2 separate regions of the Ovis aries genome follow, and region 2 is linked to region 1. A link is a contact called in public Hi-C data. All regions are on one chromosome and are shown on one strand. Each heading gives the region's core, a stretch centred on a gene start, on an enhancer-like site or on the middle of the called end of the contact. The rest is flanking DNA. Distances are from core to core; before and after follow the strand shown. Region 1 has its middle 73 kb from the start of HEY1. Region 2 holds the start of MRPS28 (mitochondrial ribosomal protein S28).

Evidence for each region. A called contact is a pair of places that touch in the nucleus more often than the background predicts.
Region 2: a contact with region 1 is called in a Hi-C map of liver, with 2.0 times the contacts expected there. The contact joins the promoter of MRPS28 here to the enhancer-like site in region 1. A contact is called at or near these places in 2 of 16 Hi-C or Micro-C datasets (liver and skin fibroblasts).

The regions. Positions count from the first base shown.
Region 1 is chr9:56,124,549-56,129,351 of ARS-UI_Ramb_v3.0, forward strand. No RefSeq gene overlaps it. Among named protein-coding and RNA genes, the nearest start is that of HEY1, 73 kb to the left of the region's middle. Within about 2 kb of position 2,198, at least 4 of the 54 cell types and tissues checked have an H3K27ac peak or open chromatin away from gene starts, as enhancers often do. A contact at or near this core is called in liver, where this site is marked.
Region 2 is chr9:56,319,512-56,324,314 of ARS-UI_Ramb_v3.0, forward strand. MRPS28 (mitochondrial ribosomal protein S28) reads right to left here and starts at 2,233. Exons shown (of 3, transcript XM_027973077.2): 1 at 2,000-2,233. The coding sequence starts at 2,215.

The DNA.
Region 1 (4,803 bases), core at 948-3,447:
AATTGGTACCACGTCCCCCACCTCCACAGGCTTCCCAGGTGGTGCAGTGGTAAAGAATCTGCCTGCCAATGCAAGAAACTGGGTTCAGTCCCTGGAACTCATTCCAATATTCGTGCCTGGCAAATCCCATGAACAGAGGCTCCTGGTGGGCTACAATCCATGGGGTCTCGAAGAGTCAGATGCAATTTAGCACATGCACGCTAGCGCTAGCCAGCTTCCCCACATCCTGCTTGCCTCTCAGCCCTGCACCTCCACCTCAAAGAGCCTGAAGACTCCCCTAAACCGCCTACTGACTAGGGAGCTCTGTCTTAATTGAAATGAAACAGACTGAGCTCTCCCTGTTTTACCAGTGGAGACATTGTGGGAAGAACACAATCAGAATTGAAAACTGTTCTCATCAAGACACATCCTAATTTCAGCCCTAACCGTCTCCTGAGCCATTTGATCAGAAGTAGCTATGTTTAGGACTTTGGCACACATAAATCATTCAAATATTTGTCAAGTTCTGTGTCATGCCATCTAATTTATGCTGTGTATGTGTGTTAGTCACTCAGTTGTATCTGACACTTTGCGACCCCATGGACTGTAGCCCTCCAGACTCTTCTGTCCCTGGGATTTCCCAGGTAAGAATACTGGAGTGGGTTGCCATTCCCTTATCCAGGGCATCTTGCTAACCCAGAGATCGAACCCAGGTGTCCTGCATTACAAGCAGATTCTTTGCCACCTTAGCCACCAGGGAAACTCCAATTTATGCTGTAGATTAAAGGAAATAAAATACGCAATCAGTATGTTTCATTAAGAAAAAAAAAAACTTGGAAGATCATGGCCACCAATTACCCCTTGTGTATGAATAACTCCTAAATCCAGGTCTCTCCTTGCCCCTGGACCCATGTTTCCAATTGCCTGCTGGACACCTACATCTGGGTATTCCATACCTTCTCAACTGTTTGTCCTCAAATTTAGTTCCATCCCAACGCAGGTCTATTGTCACCTTTTGTATCTGGCAAGTTCTTGAGATGAGGTAAGGCTAATAAGCTGGATAAGTACAAACACATCTCTCCCACCACACCGTGGAGGCAGATTGGCACTGGCTGATTCTCAAGGATGTTTGTAGGACTTAGGAGACAGTGCAGAACTACTCAGGGATGCATGTATTGTGGTCCCACACATCAGCTGCTGCTGCTGCTAAGTCACTTCAGTCGTGTCCAACTCTGTGCAACCCCATAGATGGCAGCCCATCAGGCTCCCCGTCCCTGGGATTCTCCAGGCCAAGAATACTGGAGTGGGTTGCCATTTCCTTCTCCGCCACACATCAGCAGTTCTCCTCAATCATGAATACTGAAGTGAAAGTGAAACTGTTGTGTCTGACTCTTGGTGACCCCATGGACTGCAGCCCACCAGGCACCTCTCTCCATGGAATTCTCCAGGCAAGAATACTGGAGTGGGTTGCCAGTCCCTTCTCCAGGGTTTTTCCTAACACAGGGATCAAACCTGGGTCTCCTGCATTGCAGGCAGATTCCTTACTGTCGGAGCCACGAGGGAAGCCCTGAGTACTTAAGATAAAGGGTAATAAGACAGCAGGAGCACCGAACAGGCTCTAGGAATAGTTTTTATTACCATTATGATCATTTAGATAGATGTACAGCCAAATCTGGCATTTGGGTGCCTGCCTTTCCATTTGGGGCCCTTTGCCCTGAGGGCGGAATCCCCCTTGCTCACTCAGATCCCCATTCTGAAGTTCCTGCTCACACTGCCTTTCCTCCTTGACTCATAGAAAGCAGAACCTGAAGGGAACATTAGAGATCATCTAGTTCAGTCTCTGTGTGTACAGATGAGGTCATGGAAATGGAAAGAATTGCCATGCCCACAGTCACAGAACTCCAGCGGCAGAGCTGTAACTAGAACTAAGATCAGCTGCCATGTTCCACTCTCTTCTTTCACAACCACACAGTGACGCAGAAAAGTTAACACCCTTCCCAGGGATATTTACAATTTCACAAGGTTCAAAGAGTCAACCTGATCCAGCTCTAAGGGTAGAACACCAGGGATCAAGCACAGAGCGGGGCAGGGGTTTCCAAACTAGCTATTTATGAGGCTTCATATTCTAGAATGCATCTCAACAGCCCAGAGGGCTAACATTTATACAAAGCTTTGTTGTCTCTCAAATGCCATTTGATATTCATGCCTTAATAGCTGGAGAGGAAACCACCTGAAGTGACTACCTTGTACTGCTACAGAGTCTGCATGTCCTAACGGGATTCATCCTGTAGTCTGGGCCTTCCTCTCATACATAAGAAAAACCTACATTATTTCCCCCAGAGAAAATTGAAGCTAGTAATAAATTTTCATTTCCCTTTCCAGTTGTTCTTTGTATTTTGTTGCCAATTGCCCGATTGCTGAGCTATGAACTTGAGCTGGAGGAGGGACTAAAGGTGTGGGGTGATGTCGTGAACCTGGGCTTGGATCCAGGAGTTGTCTGTGTTTACTCACCTTGGTGATTGTCAAGCCATTGTCCCTGGGCAGGCTAACTGGACTGCATGTGAGCCAACATGCCTAGTGCTAAGCCTTGCTTCTTGAATGCACTCTCTTCTCACAACCCCATCCTTTTTTAAACATTGGAAATAGCTTTGCCATTTCCATTTTCCTCCATTCTGGTCTCTCCCACGTCCTTCCCATTTATCTTAGCAAGGCAAATAAAAAAGGAACCATATTTAGAAAACATACTTAACCAAGCATGTCATAGATATGCAACAAGCATGCTGAGGTTAATCTCGTGATTGTTATTCTTCCTCTGCATCTATGAATCAAGAAGCCCTGGAGAATCTGTGTGAATGCTAAGTGGCTTCATTCGTGTCCAACTCTTTGTGACCCACCAGGCTCCTCTGTCTAGGGGATTCTCCAGGCAAGAATACTAGAGTGGGTTGCTATTTCCTTCTCCAGGGGATCTTCCCGACCCAAGGGTCAAACCCACGTCTCTTATGTCTCTTGCACTGGGCGGGTGGGTTCTTTACCACTAGCACTGCCTGGGAAGCCTGGAGAATCTGGCATGTTATTAAATGTCATATATTCACACAGGGTGTACTTGACAAAGAAGAAAATATTACTTAAAAACTAACAAGGGAGAGGATTATGATTCTAGGTAGAAATCTTGACATTATTCACGGAGTTTCCCATGGCCCCTAATAAGGAATCTACAAGATCTTTTCCACAAATAACCCATCCACTAGCATGAAATTCAAATTCAATTTCATGTCTTTAAAAATCTTGACTGTTTTTCAGTCTACTCTATCATACATTCATGTTTATATGAATATAAAATTCTCCCATAATTTCTAATAAAATGAAAGCTTCAGTAAGATGCATCAAGCTTATTCTCTGATTCTCAATTGCCCCTGTAGTGCTCCAACATGAAAAATCAAACTTAACCATCAAGGGAACCACTGGAAAAGCCATGTTCTTTGAAGGTCTGTGTTGCATATTGATTCTAAGCCTTTTTATTTTCCCACTGCAATGAGAAGCCTGTGCACTGCAATGAAGAGTAGCTCCCTCACTGTAGTTTTGATTTGCATTTCTCTAATAATTAGTGATGTTGAGCATCTTTTCATGTGTTTATTTGCCATCTGTATGTCTTCTTTGGAGAAATGTCTATTTAGGTCTTCTGGCACTCTGTGATGACCTAGTAGGGTGAGGGGAGGGAGGCTCAAGAGGGAAGTGATATATGTATAATTATGGCTGATTTGCACTGTTGTATAGCAGAAACCAACACAATATTATAAAGCAATTTTCCTCCAATTAAAAAAATAAACTTAAAAAAAAGTATCTCCCACTCACCACACATTATAAAGCAATTTTCCTCCAATTAAAAAAATAAACTTAAAAAAAAGTATCTCCCACCACCACACTAAAGAAAACCCACACACATCAATGAAGACTTAGCATAGTCAAAAATTAATTAATTAATTTAAAAAAGAGAAGAAGGAACCAGAACAAGATAGGTAGGAGGGGCAGAGAAGCAGTACCGTCAAGATCCACAAAGCCAAGGTAGACAATGTATAAATAGGATAATCATCATCGTAGTGGTTCTAACCAAAGTACAAAGGATCCAAGCCCTATGTCAGGCTCCCCAGTCCTGGGGTCCTGCACCAGGAAGAAACCCCTGGAATCTGTGGCCTTGAAGGCTAGCAGGGCTTACATACAGAAGATGTGGAGGTCTGTAGGAAACAAATATTCCACTCTTGTAGGACACACACACACAATCTCACATGAGCTGAGACCCAGTGCAGAGCCAGTAAATTGAAAGGAGCCTGGGTCAGACCCCTTTGCTGATCTTGGAGAGCCTTCTAGAGCAGCAGGAGACAACTGGAGCTCACTCTGGGAACATACGTACTGGCATCAGAAATTTGAGGAGCTCGCTCTACCACAAGGATACTGAGACTGGCAAGTACCATTTTGGAGTCCTCTCTCCACCCTATTAGCACTGGAGGCTTGCCCACCCACCAGCAGGCCAGCCACAGGACCCTCAGGCCACATAGCCAGCCATGCTGGAACATGACCCCATCTACCAGCTGGCCAGCAGCTACCATTCAAGGCAGGGCCTGGCAGCCAATAAGACTGGAGGGCAGCCCTGCCATTCAGCACACCCATGGTAGTTAGCTCCACCACAACAGAAGGGCCCACGCAGTCTGCATATAAGGAACCCCTAGAACATATCATTCTGATGACCAGAGGGGAGTGTGGTGCTGGGACAGGATGTCTCCTACATAAAGCCACTTCTCCAAGATAGGGAAAAAAAGAAAAATAACT
Region 2 (4,803 bases), core at 983-3,482, 190 kb after region 1:
CATTTAATCTCATAATAATCCCATGATAGTTTCCTATTATTAAAAAGAGGAAAAGAAGATACATGGATATTACATAACTTTCCAAGGAAACACAGGCAGTAAATGATAGAAGAATCATAATTCAAAGCAAGACCGTCTGAATCCAGAGCTTTCATTCTTAAACATTAATGATGTAGTTCAAAAACGTGTATGTTTTTAAGTATATCTGTATATATAATTAACTTATATATGCATACATAAAATCTCTAGTAGTATGCATTTATAAAAATACACCTTCCAGCTTTGAGAAAATGAGAGAAAGGAGGCTTTTATATGCACTTAGTAACCTTCAGTGCTATTTATATTCTCCTTTCACAACATCACTTTTATACTTTACAATTTTTTTCAAAAATCCTGATCACACAATAAAGACAAACTATATTCATCTTGTAATGTCAGGATACTCTGCAACTGAATGGTTCCAGAAACTTCGAAGAGCGAAATGAAAGCTTTTTCACAAAATTAAATCTTTACACCAATGCCTATCAATTACTCATAGTCCTCATCAATAAATATGTCAGAAAAATACTGAATACCTCCAATAAACACTGCTGCTGCTGCTGCTAAGTCGCTTCAGTCGTGTCCGACACTAAAACAAAACTAACGCGGTATGTTCGGTTTTCTTATTACTCTGGCAATTGTTCTTGCTGTGTTATTATTCTGGACTGCTGCTGCTAAGTCACTTCAGTCGTGTCCGACTCTGTGCGACCCCACAGACGGCAGCCCACCAGGCTCCCCCAACCCTGGGATTCTCCAGGCAAGAACACTGGAGTGGGTTGCCATTTCCTTCTCCAATGTGTGAAAGTGAAGTCGCTCAGTCGTGTCCGACTCTTAGCAACTCCATGGACTGCAGCCCACCAGGCTCCTCCGTCCATGGGATTTCCCAGGCAAGAGTATTGGAGTGGGGTGCCATTGCCTTCTCCTGATTGATTATTCTGGACTAGCCCGTTTTATTAACGTGCTCAAGCCTGTGCTATCCTCACTTGTTCAACTGTTTGTGAGCAGTCACACGGAGATCTCCAATTCAAAGACTGCCCGGGCTGTCTTAAAGTTCAAATGTGCACTGTGCGTTCTATTCCTTCATTCATGCATCTGGCAAACACGGACTGCCCACTAAGAGTCAAGCACTGCAGTTTTCTGTAACCCAGGACACTACCCGTCTGTGAACTGTTTGGCACTGGTTCACAAGGGGCTAAGTACAGAAATTGGGAGTTTATTTTTATACAGTTTAATACTGCCAACTTTATGTCTGCTAGCTCGCTAGCTCAAAAAAATCTAATTTGTATTTCTGCCTATTTCTTCCATTTCACCTATCTAATAATTTTATCGTACTTTACAGAATTATTGGCTGGGGCAGATGGATTTTTTTTTAAGGTCATTTACAGAAAAAGTGAAGCACTGATAGGTTAAATTACTTGCTCAACTTCATAGTGACACTAATTCTGTCATTTACCTATCCACTGACTTGAGAAATATTTCTGAAGAGCCTGGGACACCAGACACTAAGCTCCACGCTGCAGCTACTGTGCACCAGAGAAGCCGAGAGCCCAGCCTCTTCCAGCGTGAGTCCCACTCGGAGTCCCAGGAGTCGCCCTAGACGCGCCGCCGGCAGCTCTCGCTGCTGGTTTCCCTTCTAGCACTCAATTCAGAAGACGCGTGCAAAGGAGTGCGGACAACGCAGGCCCAAAATGTAGATACCATACAGAAATACAACAAACCGAGGAAAAGCACGAACGCACACTGTTCCAAGTGACCAGCCCAGACTTTACTTCCTACGCTGGGCCCCGCCCCCGGCCCCGCCTCTCGGTCTCACCCAACTTAGCCGAGCCCAACAACGACGTCAAACTCCGCCCTGCCCCCCGGTTCCATCCTGACTCCGCCTTCAACCCCGCCTCCAGACTCCGCCCCCAGCTCCGGCCCCGCCCGCCAACGAGTGCCTGGCTTAGCTCTCGCGACTCACCCTCGTCCGGCCGAGCTCCGCCTTCCGCTGCAGCTCCGAGAGCCGTTCCAAAGCGCTCGCGAAGCCGCCTGGGCGCGGCCTAGGCTCCGTGGAATCAGAACTCTCGCTTCCGGAGCCACTCTCAGTGCCTGCTCCTCGACAGGATCGAGAGAAGAGAAACACTCGCAGAAAATGACTCTCGGCAGTCACGGCACGGGTCCGACACAGCGCCGCCATGACGGATCCACGACCTCTGACCTTTGGCTTCTCCGCAAGCGCGCAGGTCGCGGGGCGGAGCAACGAGGGGCCGCCCATTGCAGAGCCCCGTGGGCGGTGGGCGTGGTCTGGTCGGTGGTTCGGCCAAGTGTGGGTCGAGAGAGCTTCTGGTTGGTGGAGAAAATCTTTGATGGCTAGCAGCTAGCCCCTGGTAGCAGCGGCCCGCTAAGTTTTTCCTGGAAAGCCTTCTGACTCGCAGCGATTTCGCCCTCCGAGGTACCCCTTGGGCCTTGTGCTGCTGTAAATTCTAGTAATGCGACACTTGCTACCCCCGCCTCCCTCGTCCTTCCCCAGAATGTCCGAAGGTTCTTACCCCCACCGCTCTTCAGGGCTTTGCTCAACTGCGAGGTTCTCCTTGACTATCTTACGTAGAATAGGAACTCCAAATACTATCGGACCCCCGCCACTTAACACTTATTAATATGCCATGTAGTTTACTTACAATAATTGTGCTTAGCATGTGCTCTGAAGTTATGAACTCTATTGGGAAAGACTGATGCTGGGAGGGACTGGGGGCAGGAGGAGAAGGGGAACGACAGAGGATGAGATGACTGAATGGCATCACTGACCCGATGGACGCGAATCTAAGTGAACTCCGGGAGTTGGTGATGGACAGGGAGGCCTGGCATGCTGCGATTCATGGGGTCGCAAAGAGTCGGACATGACTGAGCGACTGAACTGAACTGATGACGGCAGGAATTGTGCTGTTGAATCCCTGACAGCGAGCACGTGGTAGGGCTTAACCATTTGGGGATCCAAGTGTGTCCTTCTTTGCCTATTCTGTGGTCAGCCCAGCCATGTTACAAAAATACTAATTTGAGACGTTTTGGGTCACCTCTGGCTGCAATCCTTTCTCTTAGGGAGTAAGTTCCTAATGCCTAGATATGCACTACCCAGAGGACCCACGCTCACTTATGATTTTCTCCCTTCCGGCGCCATGTTAATTGCCAGAATTGCCCACCTTCTTCAAAACTGAGCTGAATACCACAGTTGTGTTAATGAATTAAGCTGTCCATCCTTCTACCCAGCATTTTTATAATACACAATTATTTACTTGAGCAAGTACTGTTCCATCGCATTTGCAAGTACTTTGTGGTGAGGAATTTTTATGTATGACCCCAGACCCTGTAATAATGCTTTTGACTGTGAGACTTTTGTTTTTGGCCAGGCCAGGCATCTTGTAGGGAGCTTATTTTCCTGACCAGTGACTAAACCCTGAACTGGACAGTGAAACCTCAGAATCCCAGCCAGTGGGCCCACCAGAGAATCCCCAATAATGCTTTTGACTATGGATTTTAAAACTCTGATATTCTCCTCAATTGTGTAGACAGTAGAAAGAACACAAGTGGACTAACCTTTGTTGTTCAGTTGCTTAGTCGAGTCTGACTTTATGACCCAGTGGACTGTGGCACACCAGGCTGCCCTGTCCATCACCATCTCCCAGACCTTACTCAGACTCAAGAAGCTGAAGTTGAATGGTTCTGTGAAAATCTACAAGACCTCCTAGAACTAACATCTAAAAAAGATGTCCTTTTCATCATAGGCAATGCCAAAGAATGCTCAAACTACCACACAGTTGCCCTCGTCTCACATGCCAGTAAATTAATGTTCAAAATTCTCCAAGCCAGGCTTCAGCAATACATGAACTGTGAACTTCCAGATGTTCAAGCTGGTTTTAGAAAAGGCAGAGGAACCAGAGATCAAATTGCCAACATCCGCAGGATCATCGACAAAGCAAGAGTTCCAGAAAAACATCTTTCTGCTTTATTGACTATGCCATAGCTTTTGACTGTGTGGATCACAATAAACTGTGGAAAATTCTGAAAGAGATGGGAATACCAGAGCACCTGACCTCCCTCTTGAGAAATCTGAATGCAGGTCAGGAAGCAAGTTAGAACTGGACATGGAAAAACAGACTGGTTCCAAATAGGAAAAGGAGTGCGTCAAGGCTGTATATTGTCACCCTGCTTATTTAACTTCTATGCAGAGTACATCATGAGAAACACTGGGCTGGATGAAGCACAAGCTGGAATCAAGATTGCCAGGAGAAATATCAATAACCTCAGATATGCAGATGACACCATCCTTATGACAGAAAGTAAAGAAGACCTAAAGAGCCTCTTGATGAAAGTGAAAGAGGAGAGTGAAAAAGTTGGCTTAAAGCTCAACATTCAGAAAACGAAGATCATGGCATCCGGTCTCATTACTTCATGGCCAATAGATGGGGAAACGGTGGCTGACTTTATTTTTTTGGCCTCCAAAATCACTGCAGATGGTGACTGCAGCCATGAAATTAAAAGACGCTTACTCCTTGGAAGAAAAGCTATGATCAACCTTGGTAGCATATTAAAAAGCAGAGATATTACTTTGTCAACAAAGATCCATCTAACCAAGGCTATGGTTTTTCCAGTAGTCAGGTATGGATGTGAGAGTTAGACTATGAAGAAAGCTGAGCACCAAAGAATTGATGCTTTAGAACTGTGGTGTTGGAGAAGACTCTTGAGAGTCCTTTGGACTGCAAGGAGATCCAACCAGTCTATCCTAAAGGA